Linked DNA regions of Mus musculus: regions 1 and 3 are each linked to region 2. A link is a contact called in public Hi-C data. All regions are on one chromosome and are shown on one strand. The core of a region is the stretch at or near the end of the contact, and the rest is flanking DNA. Distances in the headings are between cores, read along the strand shown.

Region 1 (2,700 bases), core at 121-2,620, 230 kb before region 2:
CTGTTCTTCTCAGTAGCAATAACAACACATCCAATACGTGCAGTTTAAAAAAAATTGATCAGCTGGGCTGGAGAGATGGCTCAGCCGTTAAGAGCACTGACTGCTCTTCCAGAGGTCCTGAGTTCAAATCCCAGCAACCACATGGTGGCTCACAACCATCTGTAATGAGATCTGACACCCTCTTCTGGTGTGTCTGAAGACAGCTACAGTGTACTTACATATAATAATAATAAATAAATCTTTGGGCTGGACAGAGTGGGACTGGAGCAAGCAGAGGCCCTGAGTTCAATTCCCAGTAACCACATGTAGGCTACAGTATACTCATTTACATAAAATAAATAAATAAATCTTAAAAAAATTGTCAGCTACTTCAAGTCTAGTTTCTGGAAATACAGTGTCATTTAGAGTCATGCGATACTTCCAACAGAACGGTAACCCAAAAGAGAACAGAAAGGAAAATTCAAATGGATCCGGACTTTGGCGAGCATCGAGGCCAGCTGAACTGCCAACAGAGCACAGGCTCGCTGAAATGAACCCTTTTACACCTCTAAGCACAAAGTCACAGAACACGGGAAGGCCAGGCATCTCAGGAACCATTCTTAAAGAGAGATGTCAGGTTCCCACAAGCCATCATGGGTCACTTATCTGCGTTTGAGCTTCTTTTTCTACCCAGCAGCTTTGTGGTTTCTAAACCTCAGATGGTAATTGCTCATGGAGAAATACCCAGATTCGTGGCTTGGTCCACAGAAAAGCTGAATGGATGCAATGCCCCCTCCCACCCACCCCCATCTCACCCCCATTTTTCTAAACTTCTTAGCAGTATCACTTTTTGAGTGCAAAGCTGGTGGTGCAGAAAACTGTGCCCCATCTTTAAAACTCTTCCCTTTGGCTACACACAGGTGTGCCTTTCCCCAGCCAGGGCATGTTCCTTTAAGGGGTTACCCACTACCAGAAAAGAAGGAGCCAGCTAATCCATGCAGCATTCAGCTGCTAGGCAAACCTCACAGCTGTCTTGCTTCAAACCTCCTCCCTCACTGCCCACACTGAAAACATGCAAGTTAAAGAGCGGTTTAAATTAGCATTCTTTAAAGCACCCTTTCGTTACCATATGATGCCAGGGAATCTATTACAGAAAGGCATTCCTAGCACCAGGAACGGACTGGAGCAGAAGAAAATGTAACAATGGCATTCCTGTGTGGCTGAGTAAGGCAGGCAGAGGTTTTGTTCAGAGCAGATGTCAGAGACCTGTAAACCCTAGACAAACAGTGATAAAGACGGATCTTAAGAACACAACCCACTCCAACAGACTCTGACACGTAAGAACAACAGTCCAACACATACAGCACAGGACAGCAGCAGTCCGGCACAAACCAAGTGAGCACCAGGGATCTCCTCTGAGAGTGCAGACTGTCATCCATAGAACAGTGCTGAGCACTGTTCTAGGTACTCGGGACACATCTGTAAATGAAGTAGACAGAAGGTCTGCTCATCTGGAGCTCACATTCTGTCAGGAACTCTGACAGAATGCACGCAGGAGGAATTCAGAGCAGATTGGGATACAACCTGTTTTCTTATTTACATGTCAAGGCATTGCTATGCAACAAGATGTGGGATGTCACAGCAACACTCCAAATCTCACTCACACATTCTCTACCACTCTTCTATTTCTCTGTGTGATTATGCATGCATAAATATATGTTAAATTATCAATCTACAGGTTTGACCACTTGACCAATACTTCATTTATCTTTTTGTTTGTGTGGATATAGGACTTATGTAACACTCACCCAGCCTAGAAGAGCCCATGGGCTTTTGTCAGTTCATAAAATGTTATAAAACGTTCCTCCAAGTCTGGTGACACATAGATGCCTCCACCTGGGAGAACCTTCCTGACCCTTAAAATCAAGGTTCTGGCTCCTCAAAAAGCCAAACTGAGAAACGACGCTCATGAAGCTGTACTCCAGTTTGCAGTCCTGGGCTGAAGACAATGGCCATTTAATTGCACACAAGGTCAAGATCTTTTGATTGGCAGGCTGACAGCTCTGTAGAAGTAATTCTTCATATGGAATTCCCTTGAAATCAAAGGCATCATCATGAGGAGATTAAAAAGGAACAGCTGAGTGGACTGCTCATTTCCAGAGATGTCAGATGGTACTTAATGTATCCTGTTATTTCAGGTGAGCATGCAGTAGATGCTTCTGGGATCTGTAATTGTATTCTGTATTCACCTCATGCCGAGTTAGTGACTGTTCTACTCTCCTTCCCAGGAGAAGTACAGGGTTAGGTTCTTGCAAGCCTCTGCTTCCCACACGGTCCTCATCTTATGTATCACCCACACCACAGGGCTTATTAATAAGGCTAGTTGTATCCACACTGAAGAGACTCTTCCATGTACCATTTGGCCCATACAGCCCAGGGTTTTACATTTTCTTTTGTAGTCTCTGATTGTGCAGAGCCTAACTTGCCTATACAACTAAAGTTTTCCACATCAGATCACCCATAGAAATGTGCAAGTCCCAGTTGAGGAGTAGGCTCAGTGGGCTCAGTGGGCAAAGGCGTGTCATATAAGCATGAAAATCTGAGTTCAGATCCCTGCCACTCACAAAAAAGCCTGGGATTGGCCGCAAGAGCCTAGAGCCCCCCCCCCCCCCCCCCCCCGCTGTGGGGAAGCTGAGGCAGGAGGCCCTGGGCCCAAGAAAT
Region 2 (2,700 bases), core at 139-2,638:
ATGTATAACTTACACCTTAGCAGTCAACTTCCAGATACTCTCATACAAAGTCACCGTTTACATCACTGTTGACTCAGTGCTGCTATTCATAAATTTTCAACCAAGCAAAAGAATAGAGTATATTTCTACAAAAGGTATTACACAAAATACTAGGAATGCGTTTGTTTATTATTGCAAAATTTGTAAATAATCCAAATATCCATCAACAAGTGACCAAACAGATTATGGTGTAGTAAAATAATGGGATGTTGCTTAGCAACACGAGTAATAAAATACTGAAACACAAAACGAATTTCAAAAGCATCCTGCTGAAAGAAGTGTGTGTTGATTGTAATTATAGGTGCCATTTCTAAAACAAGCAATGATGTTCTTTGATAATAAAAATCAAGTCAATTGTTTGCATGGGACATGAGGAAACCTCTATTGATGGAATTGCATAGTGGTTCAGGTGGTCTTCAATGATCTGTACCTCTGAAATACTGTACATCCAAGTAGGGTATACTGGTCCACTACTTTAATCCCAACATAAAGGAGGCAGAGGCAGGTGGATCTCTGAGTTTAAGGCTAGCCTGGTCTACAGAATTAGTTCCAGGATAGCCAGGAAAGATCCTGTCTCACAGTAAAGAAATAGATTAAAAACTCTGGGCATCTTTCATGTGCAAGTTCTTCATCTCCTTCCTTTGTCAGCACAAAATAAAACCATGAACCATAGCTATTGCGCCACACACCCCCTCCCAGCAGCTAGCAGCCGCCAGTCTGCTTTCTGTCTGTTTTCTGTCTCTGTGAGCTGACCTGCTTTGTGTATTACACATAAATGGAGTTATACAATGTATGATGTTTTGTGTCTGGCTTCTTTCATTCGCACCAATGAGTTAAAACTTCAACAGTCCTGAAGGACCCTTCAGTACTGAGTTCTATTGTGTGACTGAAAAAAATTACATTGCATGTACCTGTCATAGGTTACATCATCACAGTACAGTATAGTACAGTAGATTACATTACAGTATATGACATTACAGTGGTACTGCATCCACTGATAGACATTCACGTTTTTACTCTTTGGTTATTGTGAAATGCGCTTCTGTGAATATTGATGTGCTTGTGTTCCTTGGAGTTCAGGTGGTGTAGTCATTGCCTCTAAGTTGAAAGAATCCATTCTAGAAGACTTGTGAGACTCAGAAGTTAACAAGCTTGTCTTGTTCCAGACAGCTAAAACCTACAGGAGTCAAAGTCCACTCTGGAGATTAAAGTTACAGGAACATCCTGCTGGCTGAGGAGGCTCTGGCTAGCACAGTGACTGGAGGAGGTTTTCTGACCAGCGAAGCTGTCTGAAACTCATACAGAGAGCTTCAAGGTTGCAGCTGTGTGAGTAGTCATGGTGAGGTGGGCTTGTTCATGATGCAATGGCCTGTGAGTCACCCCTGTTCCTGTAAGTAGTCGCTCAGATATAGTCCTGTAAGCAAACCCAGTAAACTCATGGGTTTACCAAGCTGTACTTCAGTGTAACCATTATTTTGGTCAGTATCAGTTTGGATCTGGGGTAAATAGATGTTTATGTCGTGTCTGGCCAAGCAGAGTCTCACACGATAATCCTTGTGAGTGGATCTGCTAGGTCAGATGGTAATTCTAAGTCCAACTTTGCAAGATGTCGTCAGACTTTCCCATCGTAATTAAGCTGATTTATATCCCCGCCAGCACGGTCTGCAGGCTCTGACTCCCTGCCCCTGTCATCATTCTCTCCTTCTCCTTTTAGTCTGTCTTAGTGAGTGTGAAGTGGATTTCACTGTGGATTTGTTGTTGATTTTACAGAAATCTTACACACAAAATCTATCAACTAACATCCTTAACAGCCTTTGCTGGTCTCTTAGTAAGGAGCCCTCATACTCTCCCACCACCACCCCCACTCCCACCTTACCATACCACACTCATACCTGCCACCCCTCCCCACTCCTCCAGCACATGTTATTTTGTAGCCACAATGAAAATAATAGTAACACTGCCTACCTTATATGCATTAATATTATTAATTCTTAAGAATTATGGAGTTCTCACATCCCGATATGGAAAGTATTATAATTAACTCCCATTTTCAAATGAAGAGACTGAAACTTTAAAACCCTAAACAGGGGATGGAGAAGGAGAAATGGTTAAGAGCACCAGTGACTGCTCTTTCAGAGGACCCAGGTTCAGTATCTAGCACCAATGTGATGGCTCATAACCCTCTGTAACTCCAGTTCCAGGGGATACCCTTTTCTGGCCTCAGTGGGCACTGCATACACAAGATACACAGGTAGTACATGAAGGCAAAAACACCCATGCTCATAAAAATAATTGTTTTAACTAAGATCCTAAGTGAGAGTCTGATTCACTGAGTTAAACATTTGCTAAGCAAGTGCGAGAACCTAAGGTCAAGTGCCCATGACCCACATAATCCAGATGCAGGATCAGATGTCGAGAGCCCTAGTTCTCAAATGGTGATGTGGGAGGCAGAGACAGCAGACTCCCTGAAGCTCCTGCGGTAGCTAACCTGGATGCACAGCAGTGAACAGGAGACCCTGCCTCACATCCAAGGTTGTCCTCTGACCTCTGTAAATGCTCGTAACATATGTGCACCTACACTCACACACATGATCACACACACACACACACACACACACACACACACACACACACAAAACATATATATATATATATATATAT
Region 3 (2,700 bases), core at 19-2,518, 150 kb before region 2:
AAAAGGCCAACATGCACTCTTGACACGGAGCCATCTTTCCAGCCCCACAATCATTTGATTCTTAAATATAATTAAATATTATAAACTATAATTTAAATATAATTGTTTCACACATCAAATGGTATATAAAAAAATACTACTACCATTAGGAAGTAGAGCCTGGTTCTCAGCCTGTTTACTACAGTCTTTGAGTAGAACACTGTGGCAGCTTGAAACTTAGAGACCAAAATTAAGGGAGTACCAATATGCCTCTGGTGGGATGCTCACTCTGGTGGAAGCAGGCTGTCCTTTTTAACATCTGGATGGAGATGTCTGCCTGGCAAAGAACTGAAGGCTGTCTGTGAGGAGTTCCTCGCGTGCCGAGGAAGTGGAGGCTGTCTGTGAGGAGTTCCTCGCGTGCCGAGGAAGTGGAGGCTGTCTGTGAGGAGTTCCTCGCGTGCCGAGGAAGTGAAGCTTCTAGTTTCAAGCAAGCCTTCTGACTCAGCTGTTGGTATTGTTTGTTTTCTTCAGACAGGACCTCAGCTTCTTTCACAGGCTGGCCATGAACTCCACATCTCAAGTGACCTCCCTGCCTCAGCCTCCCAAGGAGCTGAGAATGCAGGCCTGCACCACCAAACTTAGTCCTTTGATGCAAACTTAACTGAAAGGGTGACAGTCACCTCATATGAAAATCTAAGCCACAATTAATCCAAGCCATTCCTTGATCTCTGGTCTCAGAAATGACATGAGATAATAAGCATTAGTTGTTTTAAGTTAGAAATTTCACAGTAAGTTCTTATGCATGACTACATATTAAATACACTAGAAAATCAGTAGAATATGTTCTAACTTCATTGACTAAAATCCCACAGTTTACATTTGTTTTTGTAATTACAACATAGTCCTAAACATAAAAAACAGTAAAACCAAGCCGAGACTAGATCACTGGACTGCTTAAGCTATAAAGGATTGTTTTCAGTTTTGAAGTGCCATAGAAGAGAAGTGAGGCCGTGTGAGCCTCAGGTTTCTCTATCCTGCCCTCCCACAGCCCGCTTCCCCGAGGCTTCAGGGGAGACCTATTCTGAGCTTGTATTTCAACCAGTGACTGACCTTGATCACACATGAAAAATCTCCAAAACTCTGGGTCATGACAGGTTACAAAATAATTAGCCAATGGCCTAAGTCTGAAATGATTCATTACTAAAATCCATCTGGCAAGTCTTTAAGCTTAGTGTTTGTTCAGTGATCTCATTCAGTATGCAAAAGAAAAAAGTAAGAGGTTTTGATTTGTAAGATAAAAATCTATTAAATCATTCCTCCTTCACTAAGCCATTTGTTTTCCACAGTGTCTCTGCTCAGCTTTTATATTCTTATCCTCTCTCTCTCTCTCTTCCTCTCTCTGTGTATGTGTATGTGTGTGTTTGTGTTTGTATGTGTGCACATTGGTGTGCACATATGTGTGTGTCAAGGTCAGAGGATAACTTCAGGTCTTGGTTCTCATCTTTCACCTTGTTTGATACAGAGTCTTTATGTTATTGACAACTGTTTGTAGCATGCTACCTGGCCTGTGAATGTCCAGGGATTCTCCTCTTTAATTCCTCTCTTGTCCTAGGAACATTGTCATGAGAGACATACATTATGTCACCTGTAGTCTCTGCCGATCTGAACTCAGGCCCTCACACTTGTGAAGCAAGCTCGTTATGCTTTCCCCACCACACCACCTCCCCCCTAGCAATCGAGTGCTCTCTTATTAGTCAGTAACAGATTTAAACTGTTTTCTGGATTTGTGAGTCACTTCTGCCATTGGGACAAAATACTGAGAAAAATGACTTCTGCATGGCTATCGCCTCAAAAAATTCTTCTCTGAAGGAGGGAGAATGTTCATGAGACTTGGGAAGTTAATGATATATTTACCAGGATAAGGATTCTCATCAAACTCACACAACTTTGACACATCATATATTTTCAAGATTCACAAGGCTCCTTCTCAAGTCAGTATAAGTTGTGGGTAATTGCTGGTGGATAGGAACCTCCTGCAGGCTGTGTAGGAAGCTCCAGGGATGGCAGATGTATACATACAGCTGCCTTTGAGTCACCCACGCTCCCCTAAGCAATCTGAACAAACTCATCATTTCACCAAACTGGGCTTTTATTTCTTTGGTCTGCTGGTAGTGCCCTATTCAGGGCAACTAGTGTCTGTTCATATCTCCCCAGGAAAAGTGACATAATATCAACTTAAGAGAAGATGATATTTGTCCTGTGAAGTCAGATGTTTCAGTCCATGATCACTTAGCCTTGTCACCTTGTCACTTTGGGCGTCTTGTAGTATATTGTGAAGGAGAATGCTGTGCAGGGGGCATTTTTACTTCATGAGAGCCAAGAACTGAAAGAGAAAGGAAGGACACCCTCTAAAGAGCCCAACTTCCATTTACTAGTATCTTTCTAAAAGTTCATCACTCCTTATAGCAGACTAAGGACCAAGTTTTCAATACAAGGGCTGTGGGGAAATAGTCAAGATCCAAACTGTAACCCTGAGCATAAATATATAATCTTTGAATTTGAAATGTATATCATTAGTTTATATAACAGATACATCAGACATTGGCAGCTACAGATTTTTTTTTAAATGACAGGGTATTTGGTAGGGGGGTGTAGCAATCTAGGGAGACTTAGATTTGGTCTTTGTACTGATGGTTATTAGTAAAATAAAAACAGATTACA

The links. A called contact is a pair of places that touch in the nucleus more often than the background predicts.
Region 1: a contact with region 2 is called in a Hi-C map of uterus. The contact joins two enhancer-like sites. A contact is called at or near these places in 5 of 484 Hi-C or Micro-C datasets (cortical neurons, nephron progenitors and uterus).
Region 3: a Hi-C map of uterus shows a contact between it and region 2, with 1.8 times the contacts expected there. The contact joins two enhancer-like sites. A contact is called at or near these places in 5 of 484 Hi-C or Micro-C datasets (cortical neurons and uterus), 1 of 115 datasets of contacts at active chromatin or transcription factors (fibro-adipogenic progenitors) and 1 of 9 other capture datasets (embryonic stem cells).

The regions. Positions count from the first base shown.
Region 1 is chr8:78,000,596-78,003,295 of GRCm38.p6, reverse strand. No RefSeq gene overlaps it. Among named protein-coding and RNA genes, the nearest start is that of Gm29895, 43 kb to the left of the region's middle. Within about 2 kb of position 1,370, at least 39 of the 459 cell types and tissues checked have an H3K27ac peak or open chromatin away from gene starts, as enhancers often do. A contact at or near this core is called in uterus, where this site is marked.
Region 2 is chr8:77,773,764-77,776,463 of GRCm38.p6, reverse strand. No RefSeq gene overlaps it. Among named protein-coding and RNA genes, the nearest start is that of Gm29845, 10 kb to the right of the region's middle. Within about 2 kb of position 1,388, at least 36 of the 459 cell types and tissues checked have an H3K27ac peak or open chromatin away from gene starts, as enhancers often do. A contact at or near this core is called in uterus, where this site is marked.
Region 3 is chr8:77,920,444-77,923,143 of GRCm38.p6, reverse strand. No RefSeq gene overlaps it. Among named protein-coding and RNA genes, the nearest start is that of Gm23981, 110 kb to the right of the region's middle. Within about 2 kb of position 1,268, at least 4 of the 459 cell types and tissues checked have an H3K27ac peak or open chromatin away from gene starts, as enhancers often do. A contact at or near this core is called in uterus, where this site is marked.